Regions from separate parts of the Mus musculus genome. Here regions 1, 2, 3, 4, 6 and 7 are each linked to region 5. The links are chromatin contacts, called in public HiCAR-type, HiChIP or PLAC-seq, Micro-C and promoter capture Hi-C maps. All regions are on one chromosome and are shown on one strand. Each heading gives the region's core, a stretch centred on a gene start, on an enhancer-like site or on the middle of the called end of the contact. The rest is flanking DNA. Distances are from core to core; before and after follow the strand shown. Region 1 has its middle 21 kb from the start of Psme4. Region 2 holds the start of Chac2 (ChaC, cation transport regulator 2). Region 3 holds the start of Erlec1 (endoplasmic reticulum lectin 1). Region 4 holds the start of Gpr75 (G protein-coupled receptor 75). Region 5 holds the start of Eml6 (echinoderm microtubule associated protein like 6). Region 6 holds the start of Pnpt1 (polyribonucleotide nucleotidyltransferase 1). Region 7 has its middle 23 kb from the start of Acyp2.

Region 1 (2,912 bases), core at 306-2,805, 720 kb after region 5:
GGTAACTTCATGGAATGCTGGGAATTGTTGTTCTTGGAAAATAACAACGTCACATAGGAAATATTGTAGGCCTATGGTTTTGTCCTTAAAAAGCCCCTACAGCACATGTCTCATCACCACTCGCTGGGAGTCATGGAGAATAGACCTGTCCAGAGTCCATCCTGGTCAGTGATTAATTAAGCTTGCTTCAAATTTGGTTCAAAATGTGGAAATTGGTTTTTTCTCTCTCTTGAGAATCTCAGGAAGAACATTTGGAGCACCCACCATAGGGAGATAAGAAAGACCACTCCAACCCAAATTCTGAAGCTGGTCTCTTCTCTTTGGCACTGGGGACCCCACCACTACCATACTGAACAGCCATGCTCTAAAAAGGCGATAGCAAGCATTTTTTTTTTTATAAAGACCTTCTTTTGGAAGCCATTGTAAACTTTCTAAGACATTTTTCTGCCTACTTTCTGGATTCTGGTTATGGCGTATCCAGATCTGGGAATGGGGAGGATCTGACAAGGTCTATGCACCCTGTTCAGGACAAAGGCAATTGTCTGTAGGGAGTTGGTCTGGTACTGCTATGTATTCAAATGCTAATACTGCCCACCCCCACCCCCACCCCCACCCCCACCCCCACCCCCACCCCCAGACCTGCTTGTCCGCTGATGAGAAGATCCTCAAGTACACCATGTGATGCTTTGTAACCTTGGCCAGTAAAAGGCTAAAGCCTCTGATTGAGCAGTAAATAGAGGTGGGCAGATTTTCAGTTACCTGGCTGGGAGTTACAAGTACAAAGAGGAAAGAAAGGAGGGAGGACAAAACGGGGAGGAAACAGCCATGAGAGGAGATGAACCATGAGCACACGGTTAGGAGAAACAGTATGTAACAAGGAGCATTTGACTGAGATGTAGCTCCAAAACCTGCCCAATCTAGGCTTACAGCTTGTAAGTAAAACACCTGGATTGTGTGTCTTTTATACTGGGTAGCAAACATCTTAAATTCCTTTTACAGGAGAGAGCCCACTGGTTATTTTTGGTTAATTGGAGTTCATCCAGTGCCGCCAGCTGTGACTCATTGGGCAATATTAGTCCATGAGGGTAAATGGAGCGGAGACAATGGATGGGGCGGTTCAGAAACCCTGTGAGTACATATGGTAATGATGACACACTGGGACCAGCTGTGGGGAGACAGATCAAGTTTCCTTGAGGTGACTCAAGGGTTTTATAATTTTGTGGGAGGGGGGGGGGTAGGAGTATGGATAGGCAAAGGTAATTGGGTGTAAGGTACCAAGATGTCTCATTAGCATGGAGAAGCATTTCAGGAATCCCAGGTGCTAACAGGTTCCTATCAGGAGAAAGGAAGCTGAACCTGTAATCTAACCATAGCTATGTGACATTCCACAGGTAGAGGTGTGTGTGTGTGTGTTTTGTTTGAACACCCCAGACAAGGTCAGAGATTGAGGAGCTATGATGGTAAAGGGACTTGTACCAAGTCCAGAAGGCTATCCAGACAATGGTAGATTTTTGACCTTAATTATCAGGGCAACAAAAGCTTTTCTTTTCTGACCTGCTTTGGGCCCCAGAGGACCCCATGGTGCCTGTTGACAGGATTCCAATGCCTAAGTTACACAATAGAGCTCAGGAATTCCTGACACTGGGAGCAAAGCCTAGGGTTTAGAAGGACCCAGAATGGATCTCAGAACCAAGAACTCAGAGAGCCCCAGCCTCTAGTTGGTTTTACAAGAAAGCTATAAAAATTTTTCTCTTGATCAGACTGGTGAACTAGTAAAGCAGAGGGCTGCAGTTGTTAAATGTTGCTGTCTCATATTTTCTGTTGTTTGGCTCTATGTTTTCCATTCTAGTTTTTACTCTGTTTCTTATTGCTTTACCTGTTTTTCTGGCTTGGGGTATCTGGATATATGAACCACAAGACTGATAAGAATTCAATGCTTGAGGCCAGTGGGAAGCTTTGAAAAACCTAGGGCCCTGCTACAGCACCATTGTGACTGTGGAGAACTGGACCTCCCCTTCCTGAATTGCAACATTGCAGAAGGTATGGACCATTTTTCCTGTCTGTTTTGGATATATGAATGTGGCCACTGCATGTTTGTTTCTCTCTCTCTCTCTCTCTCTCTCTCTCTCTCTCTCTCTCTCTCTCACACACACACACACACACATATATATATATATACATATATATATATATATATATTCTTAAAAGTTTCTTTTGCAATATCAGAGCATAACCATAATTTTGGAAAGCAAAACCGATTTTTAACTGTGTAAACAATCCAGTCTCTCTAAAATCAATACCAAGTGCATTATTTTCATGTTACAGAGTTTGACTGCTAGTTATTATATATGAATGCATGATGGTGCAGCTTTTAAAGCTCATTAAAGAAACATTGTTTCAAATCCTATCTTCTATTAGTCTGGCTTCTAGGACAAGAATTACATAAAATATTATCCCAATTTAGAGATACCTTTAGAGACCTGTTTCCCTGGGTTGGTCATGCCATGTGTTGTTGTCCAGAAAGACTCCAACCCTGAGTTACCAGTTCTAAGCCAACTTTCTGTTACCACTGTTACAAAGTTTATACCATACCCAATAACTTGTAAGTCAGTAACATATTTATACATTTAAGACCAGTCAGAAACAAACATAAAGTGGCTACACACATTTACTTATTTAGACTACACAGACAAAATTTTCTTACCTTTTTCTATCAGTAATATCAAGGGAGGAGCACCTTGTCACCAGCTGAACCCAATAATCACAGTCACAGAGATTTTTGTAGGAGAAACAGCCATCAGCTTCCTGACCAAAGAAGCCAAGAAGCTGCTGGTCCCTTTAAGAGCAGCTTTTACAGTAGACTCCTAGCTACAGGTGCAGGTCAACTTAACCAGTTTTTGTTGTGCCAATTC
Region 2 (3,134 bases), core at 176-2,675, 960 kb after region 5:
ATAAACATTGGCCTCTGTTTGGGTTCCACCAGGCCAGGAAAGTCTACCTTAATTCTAAATTGACAAACTGTAGTTAGAATGGTTCTACCTCAGATGCTCTTCCTGATTTAAAGCCTGTATCTTTTGAGCAGGTACACACTGTGATCTTTCCCTTTCCTAAAATCTCTTCTGATACTTGGTTTCCAGTATTTCAGAATATTATGCTTTAGAGTATTTTTTAAAAATGGTGCTGGGAATTGAACTCGGGCAGGGCCTTGCATGCACTAGGTAAGAACTCTACTACTAAGCTATATTCCCAGACTTGTTTCTGAGCTTGAGGTCCAGGCCAGTATTGAACTTGTGATATTCTTTTGGATTACAATTTTGTACCAGCAGACTAGGCTAATTTTAAGAGTATGTTGGAGAACACAGGAACATTCAAAACCAAAGGTTAGATATTAACCAAACAAGTTACTAGTTCATACTTGTTTAACTTTTTTTTTCCACAGATTTTTTTTTTTTTTTTTTTTTTTTTTTTGTAGCCAAGGCAAATAGTGAGCTGCTTCTAACACTCTGAACCCCTGGAGAGCTGAATGCTTTATATGACCGAACTGAAAAACAGATCCAATGATTTGTATTTACATTAATAATTCAAGAGAACTATGGAGAAGGAACATTCAAATAATGGAGATTTTCAATTCATTACTCAGAACGAACTGCAAACCTCACATAACTTTGCTTATACCTCTCAATCAAAAAATCACCATGGGCATAAAAATTGGAATGACTGGAAACTAGTTCTTTCATGATCTTAGGCATTTTAAAACTAAAACATTGGAAACATAAATTGGAAATTTACAGGCACATATAAATTCAGACCAGTAAAAACCTGGCATAATATAGACATATCAACGAATTTACACACTGACCATGTGGTGACATGAAAATTCAACTTTATTATTTTGTGGGGTGGCAGAGGTTGCCAAGATAAGGGTGCTGTCCTGGCCACTTCAGCCTTGGGCGAGCTCCCTGTGCCCGTGCTTTCTGCTTTAGAAACTAATTACTGGCTTCTGAAGCGGCCTAAGGATATCCACTTCTTGAGAGAGGCAAGGGCAGGTGGCCAATGAAGTTGAGAGCTTTATCCTGTTCCAGTGCTCTGCTGGGTAGGTGGGCATGAGGCGCTGGCTCCTTACCTTGCCTGGGACCCCGCGGTGGTCCGTGCTACCTTGCCAGAAGCGCCGACTGTAGTTTGTGATGTAACCAACCAGCTTGTCCTGGTAGGGGAAGTCCACCTTCCAGATGAGGGACCCATAACCAAACACCCACATCTTTCTGGACCCTGACCGGCACTCGGACTTCAGAACGAGACTGCTACCGAGGGGAGTAACCGGCTGCTGGGGCAGTGCCAGGCGCTCTGGCTTCGCCTGATGTGCGGCGCAAAGCACACTGGGTTTTCAGAGCTTCTATGGTGCGGGAGGGGTGGGGGTAGGGAATGGGAGGCAGGGGACTACATTACCCACAATTCTTTAGAGTTTTACGACTCTCGAGTTGGAGCAGCACCCCTCCCACCTTTTTTTCTAGTGAGAATTGAAAGAGGAGAAAAGGCAGGACTCCTGTCTTATAGGGCACCACAATTAGCACGTAGTCATTTTGTTGTGCTTTGAAAATTGGCTAGCTGCCCACATCAAACAGCAGCCAGAGTGGCAGATCCCGGAAGTATAATATCTGTATGACCAAGTCCTGTGTCCTTTGCTTTTAAATAGAAGCAAAACAGTAGTTTTATGTGTGTGAAAAAGCAACTGGATTCTAATGGAAGTTGCTTATCAGATTGGGGGGAGGGGGGGAAGAACGGGACTGTTTAAGCATGATGAAGGAGAGAGGTTTTTATACAGTAAGAGACATCTGGAACAGTTCACAGTGGGCAGGACCAAACTGAGCTGTGCCATGTGAGAAGAGGGAGGGAAAGAAAGATGAGAGAGAGGGACTAGGTGCAGCAGCCTGGAGGCTCAAAAGGGATTTGGTTGGATTATATAGGAAAGGGCTGCTGCTAGAAGGTCAGCCCAGCCCTAGGGATGGAAAAGTTTAGAGTAGGGGTTGGGGTATGCCAGCAGGAGGGTCCTGAAATAGATCAGGACCGAAGGATGCAGGAAGAACTTGGCAGTCAGTGCCTATTATGATGTTAAGTAGGCACCTCAGCCATTTTTCTCACTTTTGAAACCTACCACTTATTTAAACTTCAAAGAACAGTTTGTTCAGTCTTAATCTCGGAGGCTCAGAGACGAGCAGGTGCACTCTCCCATTACATTACTTCACCAGTGGCTTTTACAGTGCTGCTTATAGAATCCTTTTCTTTTCTCAGGTGAATGGCTGCTGTTTTGTTTAATAAGAAACTTTGAGGATAATGAATATTCTTTACTGAACACTTAATTTGGATGGTTGAGGAGAATTCTTATATTTAGTTTAAAATGTATTGTTTTTCCTGGATTTCCTTCTTAACTCTTAAGTATTTTCATTGCCTCCCCATCAGACAGTTCTATTCTTGCAGAACTATGGCAGGACACCTTAAATTTTAGATAAAAACACTAGTGGGAAAATATGTAGAACCACTGTTGACTATTGGGAAACATATTTTCTTAGTCTTCCTTTGGGTTGTGTTCTTTGTATTCTTAAGATTATAATATTTTATGTATTTGAATTTCTCAAAAATTGAAAATTAAGTGATATATATACACTCCCTCCCCCCAAAAAGAACAGAGCTTTGTTTTTTGTCTTTGATTGGCACCCCACTGAAAAGCAAGCTGATGTCCTAAATGTTGCTATAGTGATATAAATAGTAAGGAAGCAAAAAAAAAATTCCTCCTAAGTTATAGGGATTTTTAAAATACACACTCTAGATAAAGGTTCCAAACACTGAACTCAAATACAGACTTTTGAAAGTGTTGAAGCAGTTACTACTTAAACTGTAGAAAATTTGGCTTGGATTTGCATTTTTCTGGGGAGAAACTTGTTTAATGCATCTCTCCAAGAGGTCAAACATTCTAAGAAATACTATCATCTGTTGAGTTAGTGCTATTTCTCACTTCAACCATTCTGATTCTTTATGGAGGAATAAGTCTAGAAATGTTGGGCGATTGCCCATTTATGAGGATTTCTGC
Region 3 (3,271 bases), core at 407-2,906, 930 kb after region 5:
TGTTGAGACGCTTGTTACTTATTTTAATATATGATCATAAGGCTGTAAAATGCATCTTTAGTTAGAGAGATCAGCAATATATGTATAAAAAACATACCTCATCCCCACTTGTCACAAGTGGAAGTATACATTTGTATTTTTCTTTATGAGCAGTTGTCATGATGATGTAATTATCTTCTTTATACAAAACTCCAGTTGTAGGCTAGAAACAGAATCAAAAGCATACATTATTTTTTGTCAGTTAAGGTGCTTTACCCTGAATACATTCAGTGCTCTTTAGAACAAAGGTTCCTCAAGTAAATTGACCAGTTCTACTGAAGATTGTTAAAGCACATTTTCAGATGTAGGCAAAATAGTGTAAACATCTTTAAATGATAAGGAGGAAATTAAAAACTGTATACTGTTGTCCTATCTAACAGAAAAGATAAAGTTTGGGCTGTAAAAGAAAACTAGTAAGGCAATAGATTGAAGTTTAAATGCTAATTAATACATACATTGAGGCTATACATTGTGGCACACACCTTTAAGCCCCGCCCTCAGGAGGCCGTGGCAGGCGGATCTGTTTAAGTTCTAGTTTGCACTTGTTTACTTTTTTGGCGGTGCTGGCAATGGAATCCAGATCTAGGTGTGTGGTAAATTTGTCTGTAGTAGTTACACATGGATAGACATTTCAGCACTACAATCATTCAAAACTGAATTTCCATTCTTGTTAGATTATACACCAAAATCTCGTATTCTAGGACTGGAGAGATGCCACAGAAATTAAAAACACATTATTACTCTTCTCGGAGGGGTGAGTACAGTTCCCAGTTCTCACATTGGGAGCCTCACAGCCACTGGCTCTTTCATTCTTGCCTTTTTACACAATACACATTAATTAACGATCATAAAATCCTTTTTAATCTCATGTTCTAGAGTCCTAAATAATAGTGGTAATACATTCAAGCCTCTAGTCTATTCTGCATGGCCAGTAGTATTCCGCATATAAGCTCACTAATATCTTCCAAACCAAATAGCCCTCTCAAATGCCTTAAGGGAAAAGATTCTCAGAAGCTGTATACGTCGTTTTTAAGTGTGTGTTGGAGAGAAAGAATGAATAGAGATGGGACTCCTGTCTGTTGGACGGTTGTGCGGGTAGGGTGATGTGCTAGTTAATTCTAAAACTTCCTCCACAGAGTGGGGCTGTAGAGAAGCCAGATCTAACGTAATGAGATTTAAAGGAGGGAGATGAAGTGACCGCTGATCTCCTAGTTAGTATGGAGGGCATATCCACTTAGTGTGCTAAACGAATTAATGAATGAACGAACACACTTAGGCTTGGGGTCGATAAATGCTTGGGAAAAAAAGGTTCTGGAAGAAAAAGCTAAGGAATCGAGGGCTGGCCCGAATGCTTCGTGCCAGAAAGAGGGGAGAAGGCTGCGGCTCGTGAGGGCACTGACCAGAGAGAACTCGGTACCAGGCCAGTTGACTCGGAAGGGGATGTCGTCGCTGAGCTGGGGCAGCGCTCGGCCGCCGCCGGACGCCTCCAGGAGACCGTACAGAACCAGCAACAGTGGCCCTCCGGGGACCAGGCTCCGCAAGCCGCCGTCTCCTTCCTCCATTGCCGCGTCCTCCAGCCACCGTCACAACCTCCTCTACCAGAGGAGAACAGGAGGAGGGGAGGAGGAGGGGGAGGAAGGGGGGGAGGAGGAGGGGGAGGAGGAGGGGGAGGAGGAGGAGGAGGAGGAGGAGGAGGAGGAGGAGGAGGAGGAGGAGGAGGAGGAGGAGGAGGAGGAGGAGGAGGAGGAGGAAGAAGAGGAGGTACTACAAAGCGTCCTTAGTGCAGGGGACCCAACCGCCGCCGCCACGTCTCCTTGCAGACGGCTGGGCAAAGCCGCCTCCGCCTTACAAGGGCTTGGGGCCACCGCTTCCGGGGCAGGCAGCACATCAACATCCGGGGTTGTTGAGTCGGTGGCCTACGGAAGCCCGCGCTTGGGTCGCGTTGCATTGCGTTGCTGCTGTAGCATCCTAGCGGTTGGACTCAAACGCAGAGGCCCGGGACTGACGCCGGTTGAACGGGTCTGGAGACGGCGCTTGGACGAAGCGGCCCGGCCAGGTGAGTCCTGGCCCGCGCGCTCAGTCCAGCCGCTAGGGACTCTCGGGATTTGGGGGTGAGTGGGCGGCGGCCCGCTCTCAGAAAGCAAGTAGAGAACCGAGCTGTGCAGAGTCGAAGTAGAACTTACAGTTCCGACTGAGCTGCCTACCCTCCAGTCTTTTGCTATTTGCACTCTCCATCTTCTCTCCAGAAGCTTCTCTTAGTTTCTTTTGATGGCGACTGTTGTCACGTCTGTCTCAGATGCTGTGTGTTTGGGGACACCCCCAGTGACACCTGCCACGTCCTTCGACTTTGGCATAGATTTGTTGGGTGGCTAGGCGCGTACAGTCCTGCATTTTTACTTCAGGAGAAGTTTTCCCTCCCTTGACTCAAGTGTTGGACTGTTGTTATTTTACTTAAGTCCAGAAAGTTTATGTCAAGGCCAGAGCCAGGTGAATGTGAAGTTATGAATCAAGTTACAGCAGACTGAATATAGACAGAAAGTTTTGGTTTTTGTCCCCTTCTTGAAAAAAGAAAATAATGTCCACATTTTTTTTCATCTCCTGTGTAATAATTTTACAGTGTTTGCCATAGAACATTTGGTAAGGACTGCCCATGTTGTGGTGTTAAAATCCACTGGGAGAAGAGACTTAGACTCAATTCAAATTTAGACTAAATGAACTTATTCTTACTGTTGGCAGAAGGAAGGGAGCCATAGAGCAAATACAGCCCACCATGCAAAAGGTGAATTAAGGTGGGGCTTTAAGGAGGACATCTGAATTACATGGATTACTGATATCCATGGAGTCTACATCTGATCAGGAAAATTGTCTCACTTCTCTCAGTTGTTTCTTACTTTCTCATTATACAGTAATAAAAAAAAAAAAACCATTTTATCCCTTCCCCAAAGCGATAGTAAGTTTTACAAAAGGCAAGCAGCCTTTAATGCTTTATAGCCCCATTGTCTGATTCTTATCTATCCATTAGGATCTCCCAGGCATTCCAGAGCAAAAGACTCATTGGCCAGTTAAGGGAAGCCTGGCTCCACGTTAAGTTTCGTCAGTCATCACAGAGGACTTCTACTCTAATGACTGAGATAGAGCAGTTCATTTTTCAGTGGGTAAAAACATAGTGCCACTAGATTAAGGCTGGCTGTCATATCCCCACACTCAAATTTGAACCAAATCAAAAAGCAGG
Region 4 (3,121 bases), core at 397-2,896, 860 kb after region 5:
ACTATTAATGTGACTGAGGTGAGGGACTGGTGTAGCCTAGCAGTCGAGGCCTTGCATAGCACAGTAGCATCCCTGAGTTCAACCCCAGTACGAGGGCAGGGCGTGGAATTCACACTTGAAAGCTTTTCTTATATTGGAGCATCCAAGGAATATTTAAGCCAGGAGCTCCTAATGATGGTTGTTTGCCATCCTGCCCAGTGAATGTGGACATTTTATTGGCCTTGATGTGCACTTTCCCAGAATGCTCCTTATTTTGCATGCCATCCATAAGATTGTGCTGGAAAGCTGGGTTTATTGCCTGTTCACGTGCTAGCATATTGTTAGCCATGATTAACTTTTACAGACTTTGCCTTTTGCATTATTGGTATGCCACTGTTTTTATCCAGTATCCTTGCTGCCATATTTTGTGCATGTTATTATTTTGTGTTGCCTTATAACCCCACAAACATTGGTGGAGCCTTTGTCTTTCTCAGTATGAGGTTGGTTTCTCTCAGGTGTATGTACTACTGATGGCTACTAGTAGTTCAGCCTGAACATTTTGTTATCGTTTATGTCCAAATGGAAATTATACAGGCAGTATTTAATGTATTTGGAGAGACATATAATTTGGGTCAGAATTCCCACTCTTAACTGCTAATTCGTGTTTTTTTTCTTCAAATGTTTCTAGGGCCCAGTGTTACCTTTACCAACAACATCTTAGAACCAGTATATTGCCAAGTGTCTGGGGAGTAGAACATGATTTATGTGAAAATTAGTTGGGGGTTTTTCTTGAGCATTTTTTTTCCTAAACATAGTTCGGATTTCACAAATCCCTTCAACATGTTTCTTAGTAAAAAATGGGAAAATTAATAGAATTGTATTAGTATTATTATATTTTATACTTAATTACATTAAGTATAAAGGAAACTTAACAGAAAACGGAAAGGGGTTGTAGTGGCAATGGTGCCACGAAATATTTCACCTGGATGGAATCAAAGTCTTTGATTTCTAACCAAAAAAAAAAAGGGGGGGGACATTTGAATAGCATTCTCTATTTCTTAAGTATTGGATGAGATTAGAAAAGTAGAAGATCATAATTAACCAGGTTAAAATCCTGAAGGAGTTAACAGGGTATGTTTGCCCATAACAACATACTTAGGAATGTTTCTTATATAAGCTAAAGTGGGTTTGTTGTTTTAGACATATTGACTTTGGGAGATGAGAAGCAACGCTCTAATGGTTTATGCTGGTGTTTTAAACAGGACTAGCTGAATTACACTATTGCTTCTCAAGATTTTTACACCCAACACGGTATTTAATAGTACCTGTTTGTTTGTTTTTTTAACTTTGCATCAACCACGTACTTACTATGACCTAAGACACATATGTGTGTTGAAATTGGTTCGATTCAATTTGTCATAATGACTTTAATTATTAAACTGGAACTGACAGCCTAGTTAGAAAGCCAAGGAGATCAGCTTGAAGGCTCTCCGCAGGCACTCTCAGCTGTCTCCTCCTGCCTGGCATCTCTGGTTTTCATTTTTTCCTTGCTGTGTATCAGCGGTCAGTGGCCAATTCACAGGCAGCCCTGGCATATCGGAGCGCACTCCCACTAGGCTGAGGCGGGCAGGCAGGGAGGGTGCCGAGCAGGCGGGGCGGCCACGGTCAGAGGGAGGGGCCGCGCCCCGGGTTCGGTGACTGCGCCGCGCGCCCGGCTCGCCTAGGCTCCCGGGATGCGCGGAGGCGGCAGCGATGGCGATGATGACTCTAGCCCGGCAGCTTCCAGGCCACCGGGCACAGATAGGGTCACTACTGCGACACGGAGGAGGAAGGGCGGCGCTGAGGCCAGCTGGTAGGTGAGAGGCCGCAAGCCCAGACCGGGAGGATCACACCAGGGTTGTGAGGCGAGCGGGAGCGGGGAGAAGGCTAAGCTTGGCCTGGCCTGGTAGGTTGCGCACCTGTGTTCCTGTGCAGCCTTGCTGTAAGCTCTACACAGACCACAACCCACTGCCTGCATCCAGGCGGAGTCCAAGCATCCCTGGACTAGCCTAGGCCTGTGTTTCCTCCAGTTCTAGGGAGCCCCCTACCCGTTACCAATCACAGTTGGGGATAAACCTGCAATCTCCTACTCCTTTAGTCAATAGTACGATAGTACGCAGTGCTCCACAGACTCCTTATCCCTCCACCAGAGACCCAGATCTTTCCCACCCCATCAGCTATTAGCCTCAATGGATAGATAGTTCAGGTGATTAGAAACAATGGGAGGTTTGAAATATCTCACTGACCTTGGGCAAGTTATTTAGCCTCCCCGTGCTTTTCTAGATCCATTCAAATTAGTGGGAATGGGACAGAACTTAGTTTTGTGTGAGGGCTGTGGAAAAAAAAAAAAAAAAAAAAAAAAAGCCTTCCATGAAGAAATTCGGCATTTATTTGGGGTTGGAATACAATGAAATAATCAAGGTCATGAGTTAACTTGTAAGTGTCCTAACGTTTGCTTCAAAAATTAATAATCTCTGTGAGCTCCTAGGGATCCGGGTTAGTTGATTCTGTTGGTCTTGCCCTTCAGCTCCCTCAGTCCGTCAACTTTTAGAATGGGAATAAAACAAACAAACAAACAGCACAGTATTAGAGACCCATCGCCCCTCCCCCCTCCCGCCTTCTCTTCCCCCTGTCCCTCCCTACACCTACTCATGACCCCCTCCCTCCTTCCCTCAGGCTGGCTTTCAAGTAGGTGATACTGCCTTTATGCTCTTGAGAGACTGAGATTACAGGCTACCACATCCAGCTTTTCACATATTTTTTTGTTTATTTGTTTTGCAACAGAGTGTCACTATGTAGCCTTAGCTGGCCTGGAGCTTACTGTGTAGATCAGGCTGGCCTCCAACTCAGAAATCTGCCTCCTTCTGCCTCATGAACACTGAGATTAAAGGCCACATCCATATTTTACTAAGAGTTGACACTAAGCAATTTGTTAGGAGTTCCTCGTTCTTGCTTCCAGTTACCTCAACATCCTTCCGCAACTGTAATCAGATGTATATTAATTCATTTTGAGAAAAAGTCTCACTATATGTATGTAGTCCAGACTAGTCCTGCCTGGTTTTGTAATCTTGATCCTCTTGGCTCAGCTTCCCCAGATATGTGT
Region 5 (3,167 bases), core at 201-2,700:
CCGACACCGCGCGACCCCCGGGTGCCCCGAGCGCCGACTCTGTCCTCTTCAAGGCTCGAGCTGCGACGGACCTGCAAGGGCTCAGGGTACAGCACCGGGCGCCAATTTCCGCGGCGACGCACAGACACAGCCCAGCACGCTGGCCGCCACCATCATCTGCTGCTGCGGGAGAGGAGCCGCCGACGCCGGTGCACAGCAGCAAGACCCCGCTGGGCTCCCCGACTCCTTCTCCCGGGGTCAAGCGGGCCTCGAGGGTACCAGTACCCGCACACACGCCTCACTGCACCTGCGGGCTTTGGGCGGCGGGAGAGGTTCTCCCCGGGGTCACCCGGCCTTTAAAATCAGAGATCTGCATATCCAGACACGGATTACCAGTTCTCCAAGTTTGAGGAGCGCGGGGGGCTTCGCAGCAGGCGGTGGGATTTATTCTGTGACAGGTCTGATCTGACAGGCAGACGGTTACTCCGGTTTACTGCTTTGCCATCACCGTCCTTGGATCCGAAACTGACAGTCTATATCTAGGATGCGAGAACGAGGAAGAGAAAGAATTTTTGCATGTCACCCAGCACAAGAAAATAATTACCAAACTAAAACCAAGTTGTGGGATTTTTGTTTGTTTATTTTTGGTTTTTTTTTTTTTTGATTGTCCACATTTCTCCTTCCATATCCACCTTAATTATAGGAAATACTCCCTAAACACTTCTGGCCGGTAGTTGCTGCTCCAATTTGCAGTAACACTTGCTGTTTCCTCTATAAAGCCAGGGTGAATATGCAATGGTCATTCTTTTAGATGTTCCAATTAGCTGTCATATATGTGTTTAAAATCCAAACCCTCTATGCGCCTTCTCTTCACAGAGAAAATCATAAAAACAAATAAATACTTAACAGCTCTCCCCTAATTAAAGACTCCAATTGCAAGTGTCATAATTTTTTTTTCTCTGAATCGGAGGAAATCCGGCTACCTACAAATGCTCCCGATCGAAAAATAATAATAAAAATAATAAAATAACAGCAACAATAATAAAGTGTCAAAAAAAATCATGCTCCTCTCCCCACGGAGATTTGAGCTAGCTATGAGACCCAAGGGCTCTAGGATCTTGCCTTTAGGTTGGCAGGAGGGGGGGCGGGGTCTCCCGTGGAGCCCGGGTGTCAGCGACACCCCATGCTCAACCTGGCGCCCACTTTTGCAGATCTGAGGGTTGGTAGCCCCAGGTACACCTGGCTCAGGCTCTACGGTCCTAGCGAGTTCCTGCACTCCCACCCGGACCAGCCTCGCACGTAGCATCCCTGCTTTCTCCGCCTCTAACCTCTGCTGCCGGCCTTGCGTCCAGGATCTCGCACCAGCCAGCGAAATCCTCTGCCTGCCCTCCCTCCCTCCCCGCGCTCCCGGGTTAGGTTTCGTCACCGGGGATCTGGGGACCAGCTCTTCCTCCTTCCCTGGCTCCAGGGGCGGGGCCAGCGCAGGGAAGAGTTACGCGGCGAAATTGCGCCGGTTCGGAAACGCAGACGCCTCCTAGGGCCGAAACCTCACCTCCCTTTGCCCGCCTGTTCCCTATGCATCTTGGAAATCGTAGTCCTCTGTAAACCAGCTGCTGAGGCGAGCGCCTCTAGTGTACTACAAGTCCCAGGATTCCATGCATCCGCAGGGCCTTAGTACCGGTGCCAGGGAAGTCTGCGTTTCTCCTATCGGACCCAGCAACTCACCCAGAATGGCGTTGGTGTTCCATGGTGACCCAGGCCAGCGGCATGCGCGTCTGTGCTGAAAGCAGAAAAGATGACGTGGAAAAAAATTCAGGGGCTTTCCTCAGGACTTTCACTTGCGCCAGTCCCAGAGGATTGCTGTAGCCCATCTCTTTCCTTGTTGCAGCACTTGACTAACGCTGTTTCCTACTTCAGTTTCCCCTATTATTCCAAAGGATTCTGATTTATCCAAGTGCAGTGTTACAAAGTTTAAGAAAAATACAGTGGCGTGTGGTCACTCTGTCATGTGTAGGGAAATAAGCGCCTTCCTGTGACCTGCCTTGTGCCCATGCAATAAATTTGGCCGTAAAAAACAGAAGCCAGTGGCTATTCTAAAACTACCTGGAATAAACTAATTTATTCGTTCTGATTTTCAGATTATGGCCGCAGCCAACTTTTGAGAACAGATTTTATAATCCACTTGACTAAGAAGCTACGAAAGGTTGATACTTTTGACTCTTCTGTGTTCAAGATGTTTCTTTATCTACGTGGAGTTTTAATAGGATGCTGTCCTGGTAGGAAAGGCAATGCTATAGATAAGCACCTAAGTGTAGTGAGCTGTTGCCTACAATGTTGAAGAGAAATTGAATACACTTCATATTTTCTGAGAAAACAGAGTCAACAAATTCGAGGAGGTCTCTCTCTCGCTCTCTCTTTAAGACAGTAAGGACACTACTAAACATTAAAACATGGCTTAGAGGGGCTTGAAATGTCTTGGTCTGCTTTCTATTCCTTTAATCATTTATGCAGAATTTTGTTTGTTTGTTTGTTTGGTTGGTTGGTTGTTTGGTTGATGATTCTAGAGGCAAGGAAAACCAAGAACATTGCGCTCATCATCTGATGATGGGCTTAACTACATCCTATGCTGGTAGAGGGCATCACATAGCATGATAGAACGAGAATGCTAACTCCTGTGTCTTTTTAAAGCCATTAGTGTCATGGTCGACCCAACCTCATTGACTTATTGATTTATCTAATGCTGACTAACTCACAGAAGCCTTATCTCCAAATACCATTAACATGTAAATCAGAAAATTGAATTTTAAATATATGGACTTTGTGGAATATGGTCAAACCATAGCAGAAACAAAGTTGAGAGCAAAAATCGAGATGGTGAATTTCGTAGAGAAATAAATTATATATAAGAAGACAAAAACATCTTCCAGAAATAATAAGGAAAAGCTTCATGGAAGAAATATGAAATATAGGCACAATTGAGATAAATTGAAAAAGATAAAAGAGCACTCTGCCTTTTTTTATTAAATAAAAGGGTGTACAAAAATACAGACAGATTTATTTAAAGAGTAAATTTTAAATGGAACTGAACAGAGATGTTTGTACTACTTAAAATAATGAAGAATCTTTAATTCACTTGAAGAGAAAAATAACAATAAACGTAATAGTAATTGGCTGGGTATATTGATGCA
Region 6 (3,367 bases), core at 521-3,020, 900 kb before region 5:
CTTAAGGCCTAAACTAGGAGAGACAAGGTGGTTATTGCCCAGGCGCTTGCAGGACTAGAACATGGAGCTCCCCCTGATATATGGTTATCTATGCTTAGGCAATAGGTCGCTGGCCACTCAGCTCTTATATCCCATGAGGCTAGACTCATTGCACGGGATAGAGTGAGTGTGCTTCAGCAGCCCGAGAGAGTTGCAAGGCTAAGCACTGCAATGGAAAGGCTCTGCGGCATATATGAGCCTATTCTAGGGAGACATGTCATCTTTCATGAAGGTTCAGTGTCCTAGTTCCCTTCCCCCAGGCAAAACGACACGGGAGCAGGTCAGGGTTGCTCTGGGTAAAAGCCTGTAAGCCTAAGAGCTAATCCTGTACATGGCTCCTTTACCTACACACTGGGGATTTGACCTCTATCTCCACTCTCATTAATATGGGTGGCCTATTTGCTCTTATTAAAAGAAAAAGGGGGAGATGTTGGGAGCCGCCCCCACATTCGCCGTTACAAGATGGCGCTGACATCCTGTGTTCTAAGTGGTAAACAAATAATCTGCGCATGTGCCAAGGGTATCTTATGACTACTTGTGCTCTGCCTTCCCCGTGACGTCAACTCGGCCGATGGGCTGCAGCCAATCAAGGAGTGACACGTCCGAGGCGAAGGAGAATGCTCCTTAAGAGGGACGGGGTTTTCGTTTTCTCTCTCTCTTGCTTCTTGCTCTCTTTTCCTGAAGATGTAAGAATAAAGCTTTGCCGCAGAAGATTCTGGTCTGTGGTGTTCTTCCTGGCCGGTCGTGAGAACGCGTCGAATAACATCAATGCTTTTATTTCCTTTTGATTTATGACTCAAAATTACTACTATTCTAATTATTTTAGAGTGACATTAGGAAACATAGACTCCTTCCCATTTTAATATACCTCTCCAAAACTTACAACTGAATGAATGGTAAATTATTCAAGGGGTTCTCAAAAAAAAAAGTTTTTTCTTGTTTTTTGTTTTGTTTTGTTTTGCTTTGCTTTGTTATGTTTGTGTCTAAGTGTGTGCGAGTTTGCATGTGTGTGGATACACCAGTGTGTGCAGGTGACTGGGCGTGTGTGCCTGTGTGCGCGTGCGCGTGTGTGTATATATATATATATATATATATATATGTGTGTGTGTGTGTGTGTGTGTGTGTGTACGTTAAGAATGTGTGGAAGCCAGAGGTTAAAGTACGGTGTCTTGCTTGATAGCGCTCTACTTATTTTTTGAGGTAGGGTCCCTTGCTGAACCTGGAGCCCTCAGGCAAGTCTAACAAGCCAGGATGATTCATGGATTCATTCTCAGCCTCTGAACGTTGGAATTACAGGTGGCCTTCCATAGACACAAACCTAGATCTTTAGGTAAGAACCAAATAATCGTGAGTTGTTCAGTATTTATTTACTGTTACATTTATTAAACACATTGTTCTAAGACTTTCTTTCAAACCGTGATAACACTAGCGCGCGCGCGCACACACACACACACACACACACACACACACACACACACACACGGCGCGGGAAGTATTAAAGGGCTTTCTTTAAATCTATACATTTTTTTTAAGGTAGTACTTATTTTTCACCGATAAGGGTGGGGGAATAAAAGCTGACTGAAAGAAACGCATTCTGGTGGTTTGACTCTGGCAATTACAGAAAGCCTGCAAGGATTGCTTTCCCGGCAGTTTGCAGGCTCCACGGAAACGAAACTGCGTCCGACTCCGCCCACAGGAGTGCTGGCCAATGAGGCGCTGCCCAGGCCTTCCACGCTCTGGGTGTCATGGCGGCCTGCAGGCTGTGCTGCTTGTGCCCGTGCCTCCGACCGCTGGGCTGCGGCCCCCTCGGCCGGCCCGGGCGGAATCGGGCACTCAGCTATTTGCAGATGCGAGCGTTGTGGAGCAGCACCGGATCCAGAGCGGTGACTGTAGACCTGGGACACAGGTGAGAAACGGTGTGAGTTCGCGGTTTTCACGCGGCGTCTGTCTTGTCCATTCAGCCCCAGAAGTCAAATCCCCCCCAGGGTAGGAATCAAGCAGCCTAAGTCTCTTAAGTTCTCTACTCCAAACCTAAGGTCGAGATTTCCTTTTTCCGGATTTAAAGTCTGTCTCCCTTTCCCAAGCTGGCCGCTGCCTTTTGCCTCTTCATCTTCCTCCTAGCCCTGCGGTGAACTTCCTGAGTCCTATTGCCTGTGCCCCAGACATCCTTTCTCTATTTTCCGAGACCTCGAGCTCTGAAGTAGGAAACCCTAGGTAATGCGTTATCGTTCCGTGCCCCAGGTCCACTGATGGCCGGTGTGAGCCGGAGATGAATGCCAGTTATAAGATGCACATAGTCCTGTTAAACCTGTAGTGAAAGTACAGTTACCATCCAACAAAAGGTCAAAAAGGCAAATTTCTCAGTTAACAAGACACACGGCGGGGGTGTATATGTGGATATTTTAAATAATAGGTTTTTTTAAAGCTTTTCCCTAAAGCTCTACTTTTTGTGGCAGGCCGCTGCCCCGTGTCCTCCCTTGGCATCCGATTACTCTTCCCATCACTGTGTTCTGCTTGTTCATTCTATCAATCTTCTTGTTTATGTTCATAGAGTATTTAGGTAGGCATTCACTCACATGGTTTGGCATATAGAAACTTCAGAACTCTTCCATTTATTCCCAAATGCCTACTTCCAAACCCCAGAGGCTAGCTATGCTATGGGTCCACTATGTATTTGGAGGTATTTTATACAATATAATATTGAAAAGTAAATTGTTATGAGACAAAGTAAACAACAACAACAAAACACCATAAACTTAATAGCTTTCTTGGAACAATCAAAATTACATGTAAACACCATAAACTTAATAGCTTTCTTGGAACAATCAAAATTACATGTACTCCCTACCCCCCAAAATCTTTCTGACTTTCTGCATTATTAGAATTCATTGAATAACATACTGTTTCAGTTCTGATATCGCAATTTGTCAGGTCGTTCAAATTTCCTTTGATATAATCTGGTTGTTGACAAACATGCTTTTATTCCACCATCAATTGCTAACTAATACCAACTCTCTGATTGCACATTATACTTTGTACACTAATAATATTTGTGTATTTCTATATATTTCTGTGCATATTAAAGATGCTGCATAGTTCAAAGATTTGAAAGACTTATTAGACTAGAGGCAAAGAGCTAAGACACATACTGAGAGACTACAGCTGGTAGTCCCATTTGGAGAGCAGCTGGAGGCCCATAGGGCCAAGCCAGAGGGTAGAGCTCAGCTAAAGATTGAGGGTCAGAACTGGGTCAAGATGGATGGACATATGAGTCTATTTTGAGTTTTTATTTTTATATGAAGTATGTGACCATCTCAACATCTTTGTT
Region 7 (2,982 bases), core at 447-2,946, 650 kb after region 5:
TCTTAATCAGTCTTTGAAACTGCTCAAAGTTTGCATGTTTATGTGCATGCAAGGGTGTTATATACGTATGTGTATGTCAAAGGTGCATGAAGTATCCTCCCTGTCACTCTCTTGTGGTTTTGTGGTTTTGAGGCAGGGTTTCTCTCTGGACCTGGAGCTCTCGTTTTTCAGCTACAGTGGCAGCCAGCAGGACCCAGTGGTTCTCCTAGCCCTGCCCTCCATAGTGCTGGATATGAGATTATGTCTGTTTTGTTACATGGCTGCTGAGATTTAAACTCAGGTCCTCCTGGTTGTGTTAGCACTTTTACTAACAGCCATCTCTGCAGCTCCTCAAAGTTCATTGAAAGGGCTACATCTTTAACAGAAAAATGCTATCCCTTAAGGTACACTTAGGTAAGTGCTGGCCTCTTTCTTTGTTTGTTTTGTTTTGTTTTGTTTTGTTTTGTTTTGCTTTATTTTATTTTATTTATTTTTTTTGTTTTGTTTTATTAGACAGGGTTTCTCTGTATAGCCCTGGCTGTCCTGGAACTCACTCTGTAGACCAGGCTCGAACTCAGAAATCTGCCTGCCTCTGCCTCCCGAGTGCACCACCATGCCTGGCTAAGTGCTGGCCTCTTGCTTTACGGTTCAACTTGGAACTTTGATCTGTTTGCCTTAGTATCCTATGACTCTCTTTCAGGCTTTAAATGGCATCTGAGTTCCATCCTCTGCCACAGGCTTTTCTTCCTGCTGCTGGCCTTGGCTGGCTGGGGCAAGAGAGGAGGGGCGCCTTATTGTCTATTTGACAGAAAGAATACTTTAAGCTGCAAATTGATTTCTCATGGTATCTGCTACGAGATACCACTAAACACCTCTGACAATAAGAATTCAGAGCATCACTCCAAGTGTTGTCTTGAACCCTACACTTTGAAATAAATTGACCTTATTTCATCTTCATAAACATGTTTAAAGTACAGGAGGAACAGTTAAAGCTCATTTTAGAAATGGGGAAGCTGGACCACAGAAGTGAAATCAGAGTAACTGATTCATAAAACTCCTTCATGTCAGACTGAATAAAAGCATGGGTCTGTGTGAGATTTGAAATTATATTACTGGAACATAACACAGTTATGAAGCAGCTGATGGGAAAACCATGCCTAGTATGCCAACTGAAAAGAATTAATAAGATCAGTGTGTTATAAATCTTGTAAATCACCTAACTACTGCCTTCTTAGAAAAAAAAAAAAACTGGGCAGGTAACTCTTTAAGGAGTCCCTAAAATGGCTAGGGCAAATAATATAAATTAATGCAAGGATTTAGTGGCCATCTATCCATCTATTGCTCTGATCTAGGCATTGTTCCTTCTTGTCTTCTTTTTTTTTTTAGATGGCAAGTCTTCCTCTCATTCTGTAAACATGTCATAGACAGTTGTTGGCACTGTTGTTTATTCTTTTTAGTAGTGCAGTGCTTACTTTCTTACTTTCCTTTTTTTTTTTTTAAACAGACTCTGCTTTTCTGCTGGTCCTTGGGAGTTTGCTAGGGCTAATCTCTTTGTCACACTAGTTGAGAGTTACCAGGTCCACTCCTAACTAACCAGAGTATTTTGTCCCTGTGTACAATGATTGATTGGCTCAGGGATAAACACAGGCCAAGCACTGTCTTCTCCAGACCTTGCTGGGACCACTGGAGTCAATGCTCCCTTTAAGACTTTGAGCTGTGTCATTGGAGTCACAGCTGCCAGAACCCTTTGCCAAGAGAGCCAGAAAGCTTGCCTGGGATTAGAGCCACACCCCGAGAGAGCCACACAAAGGCAGAGCTATTTGGGTGACACTGTTTAACTATTTCAAAAAAGAACCCACAAACTTTCAGCCACACAATTCACCAGATTCACAGGCTCACTCATTTTGCTTAAAGTAGCCTAAATTAGGTTTCTATCAATGGCATTCAAATAACCTCAGATCTACATAGATGTGTCAAAGAATAGGATTTTCCTCTTCTGCAGACCTTTTTGGCAACAAGGATATGAGCCTGCCTGCAACCATACTTCTCTCCTCAGAAGAGAATACTTGGTGCTTTCAGGAAAGCCCACACATTCTCTGATATCAATGGAGATCTTGAATCAAACCAGCCCTAGGGCTAGCACTCAGACACAAAAGACAATAAACCCTATGTTCAAGCTGGTTTCTACTGTCTCAGTCATTCATCCTGTGTCATTTGCTTGTTATGTAAAGCTCAAGCTCATAATATGTTGTTGACATTTGTCCTGAAAAATTCTGAAGAGTCTACCGATAAAGTCCAAATTTCTCTCCCTTTTTTCCTCTGTAGGGCAGAGGCAGGGGCAGGGAGAGTCAGACTTCATCTTTGCCTAGTCTTGTGGCGAACAGAGCTCAAGAAATCCTTCCTCTTCTTCCCTCTAGCCTCATTTTCAGCCAATAAAGGATTATTAGTTTTTCAAAATACCAGATGTGCTTTTTCATCCATCACTGTTCCCCCAAATTCCCAAGGTCTCCAATGAATGGGCTGAGGCTTGGAATGGTCAATTCAATGTAATTTAAAATAAAGTTTGATACATGTACATGGAAAACTACAACCAGAGGCTGAGCAGTAAAATCATTAGCTGTGCAAACCTAGTGACCTGAGTTTAATGATCAAAAGCTATATAAAGAGCGAGATGTGGTGCTGTTCACCCATAATGCCAATAGTCCTATGGCAATATGGAAAATGAAGACTTATCCAGAAGCCTGAAGGCCAGCTAACCTGGAATATAGAGTGAAAAAGGAGAAATAAAAGAAACTTTGACTTAAAAATGTAGAAGGCAAGAACTGACTCTTGAAAGTTATCCTCAAACCTCTACATGCATGCCCTGGAAACACACACACACACACATTTTAAAAATAGTATCATCAAAGCTTATGATCATAGATACCATTCCTGGCATGGATAACAAAAATAAAATAAATTAAAATACAACATGATTCTGTGCAGTTGAAGAAGTATAACAAA

What was found. Promoter capture Hi-C pulls out the DNA fragments that hold promoters and counts their contacts. Hi-C and Micro-C count contacts between places; a contact is called where the count stands out from the background. HiCAR-type assays count read pairs that join an accessible place to other places. HiChIP or PLAC-seq counts read pairs in DNA pulled down with a chosen protein or histone mark. Capture Hi-C pulls out chosen DNA fragments and counts their contacts.
Region 1: a contact with region 5 is called in a Micro-C map of embryonic stem cells, with 4 times the contacts expected there. The contact joins the enhancer-like site here to the promoter of Eml6 in region 5. A contact is called at or near these places in 1 of 39 promoter capture datasets (hippocampal neurons), 1 of 484 Hi-C or Micro-C datasets (embryonic stem cells) and 2 of 115 datasets of contacts at active chromatin or transcription factors (embryonic stem cells and stem cell-derived neural progenitor cells).
Region 2: a HiCAR-type map of astrocytes shows a contact between it and region 5, with 4 times the contacts expected there. The contact joins the promoter of Chac2 here to the promoter of Eml6 in region 5. A contact is called at or near these places in 3 of 39 promoter capture datasets (cranial neural crest, frontonasal cranial neural crest and neural stem cells), 1 of 484 Hi-C or Micro-C datasets (muscle stem cells) and 2 of 115 datasets of contacts at active chromatin or transcription factors (astrocytes and fibro-adipogenic progenitors).
Region 3: a contact with region 5 is called in a promoter capture Hi-C map of liver, with 5 times the contacts expected there. The contact joins the promoter of Erlec1 here to the promoter of Eml6 in region 5. A contact is called at or near these places in 3 of 39 promoter capture datasets (the C10 cell line, cranial neural crest and liver), 1 of 484 Hi-C or Micro-C datasets (uterus), 3 of 115 datasets of contacts at active chromatin or transcription factors (astrocytes, cardiomyocytes and craniofacial prominence) and 2 of 9 other capture datasets (adipose tissue and liver).
Region 4: a promoter capture Hi-C map of adipose tissue shows a contact between it and region 5. The contact joins the promoter of Gpr75 here to the promoter of Eml6 in region 5. A contact is called at or near these places in 3 of 39 promoter capture datasets (embryonic stem cells and liver), 1 of 115 datasets of contacts at active chromatin or transcription factors (astrocytes) and 1 of 9 other capture datasets (adipose tissue).
Region 6: a contact with region 5 is called in a promoter capture Hi-C map of liver, with 5 times the contacts expected there. The contact joins the promoter of Pnpt1 here to the promoter of Eml6 in region 5. A contact is called at or near these places in 1 of 39 promoter capture datasets (liver), 1 of 115 datasets of contacts at active chromatin or transcription factors (embryonic midbrain) and 1 of 9 other capture datasets (liver).
Region 7: a contact with region 5 is called in an H3K27ac HiChIP or PLAC-seq map of the NIH/3T3 cell line, with 6 times the contacts expected there. The contact joins the enhancer-like site here to the promoter of Eml6 in region 5. A contact is called at or near these places in 4 of 39 promoter capture datasets (the 3T3-L1 cell line, cranial neural crest, hippocampal neurons and 1 more), 4 of 115 datasets of contacts at active chromatin or transcription factors (the NIH/3T3 cell line, astrocytes, embryonic limb bud and 1 more) and 1 of 9 other capture datasets (liver).

What each region holds. Positions count from the first base shown.
Region 1 is chr11:30,749,141-30,752,052 of GRCm38.p6, forward strand. No RefSeq gene overlaps it. Among named protein-coding and RNA genes, the nearest start is that of Psme4, 21 kb to the right of the region's middle. Within about 2 kb of position 1,556, at least 36 of the 459 cell types and tissues checked have an H3K27ac peak or open chromatin away from gene starts, as enhancers often do. A contact at or near this core is called in embryonic stem cells, where this site is marked.
Region 2 is chr11:30,984,940-30,988,073 of GRCm38.p6, forward strand. It overlaps Chac2 (ChaC, cation transport regulator 2), which reads right to left and starts at 1,426. Exons shown (of 3, transcript NM_026527.3): 1 at 1,173-1,426. The coding sequence starts at 1,307. The region is part of intron 1 of Asb3 (ankyrin repeat and SOCS box-containing 3); the gene reads left to right.
Region 3 is chr11:30,952,475-30,955,745 of GRCm38.p6, forward strand. It overlaps Erlec1 (endoplasmic reticulum lectin 1), which reads right to left and starts at 1,657. Exons shown (of 14, transcript NM_025745.3): 1 at 1,440-1,657; 2 at 98-202. The coding sequence starts at 1,601. It overlaps Asb3 (ankyrin repeat and SOCS box-containing 3), which reads left to right and starts at 1,924. Exons shown (of 10, transcript NM_023906.3): 1 at 1,924-2,095.
Region 4 is chr11:30,883,712-30,886,832 of GRCm38.p6, forward strand. It overlaps Gpr75 (G protein-coupled receptor 75), which reads left to right and starts at 1,647. Exons shown (of 2, transcript NM_175490.4): 1 at 1,647-1,831. It also overlaps a transcript of Erlec1 not described here.
Region 5 is chr11:30,024,583-30,027,749 of GRCm38.p6, forward strand. Eml6 (echinoderm microtubule associated protein like 6) reads right to left here and starts at 1,451. Exons shown (of 42, transcript NM_146016.2): 1 at 1,308-1,451; 2 at 1-518.
Region 6 is chr11:29,128,974-29,132,340 of GRCm38.p6, forward strand. It overlaps Pnpt1 (polyribonucleotide nucleotidyltransferase 1), which reads left to right and starts at 1,771. Exons shown (of 28, transcript NM_027869.2): 1 at 1,771-1,945. The coding sequence starts at 1,785.
Region 7 is chr11:30,671,210-30,674,191 of GRCm38.p6, forward strand. No RefSeq gene overlaps it. Among named protein-coding and RNA genes, the nearest start is that of Acyp2, 23 kb to the left of the region's middle. Within about 2 kb of position 1,697, at least 48 of the 459 cell types and tissues checked have an H3K27ac peak or open chromatin away from gene starts, as enhancers often do. A contact at or near this core is called in the NIH/3T3 cell line, astrocytes and fibro-adipogenic progenitors, where this site is marked.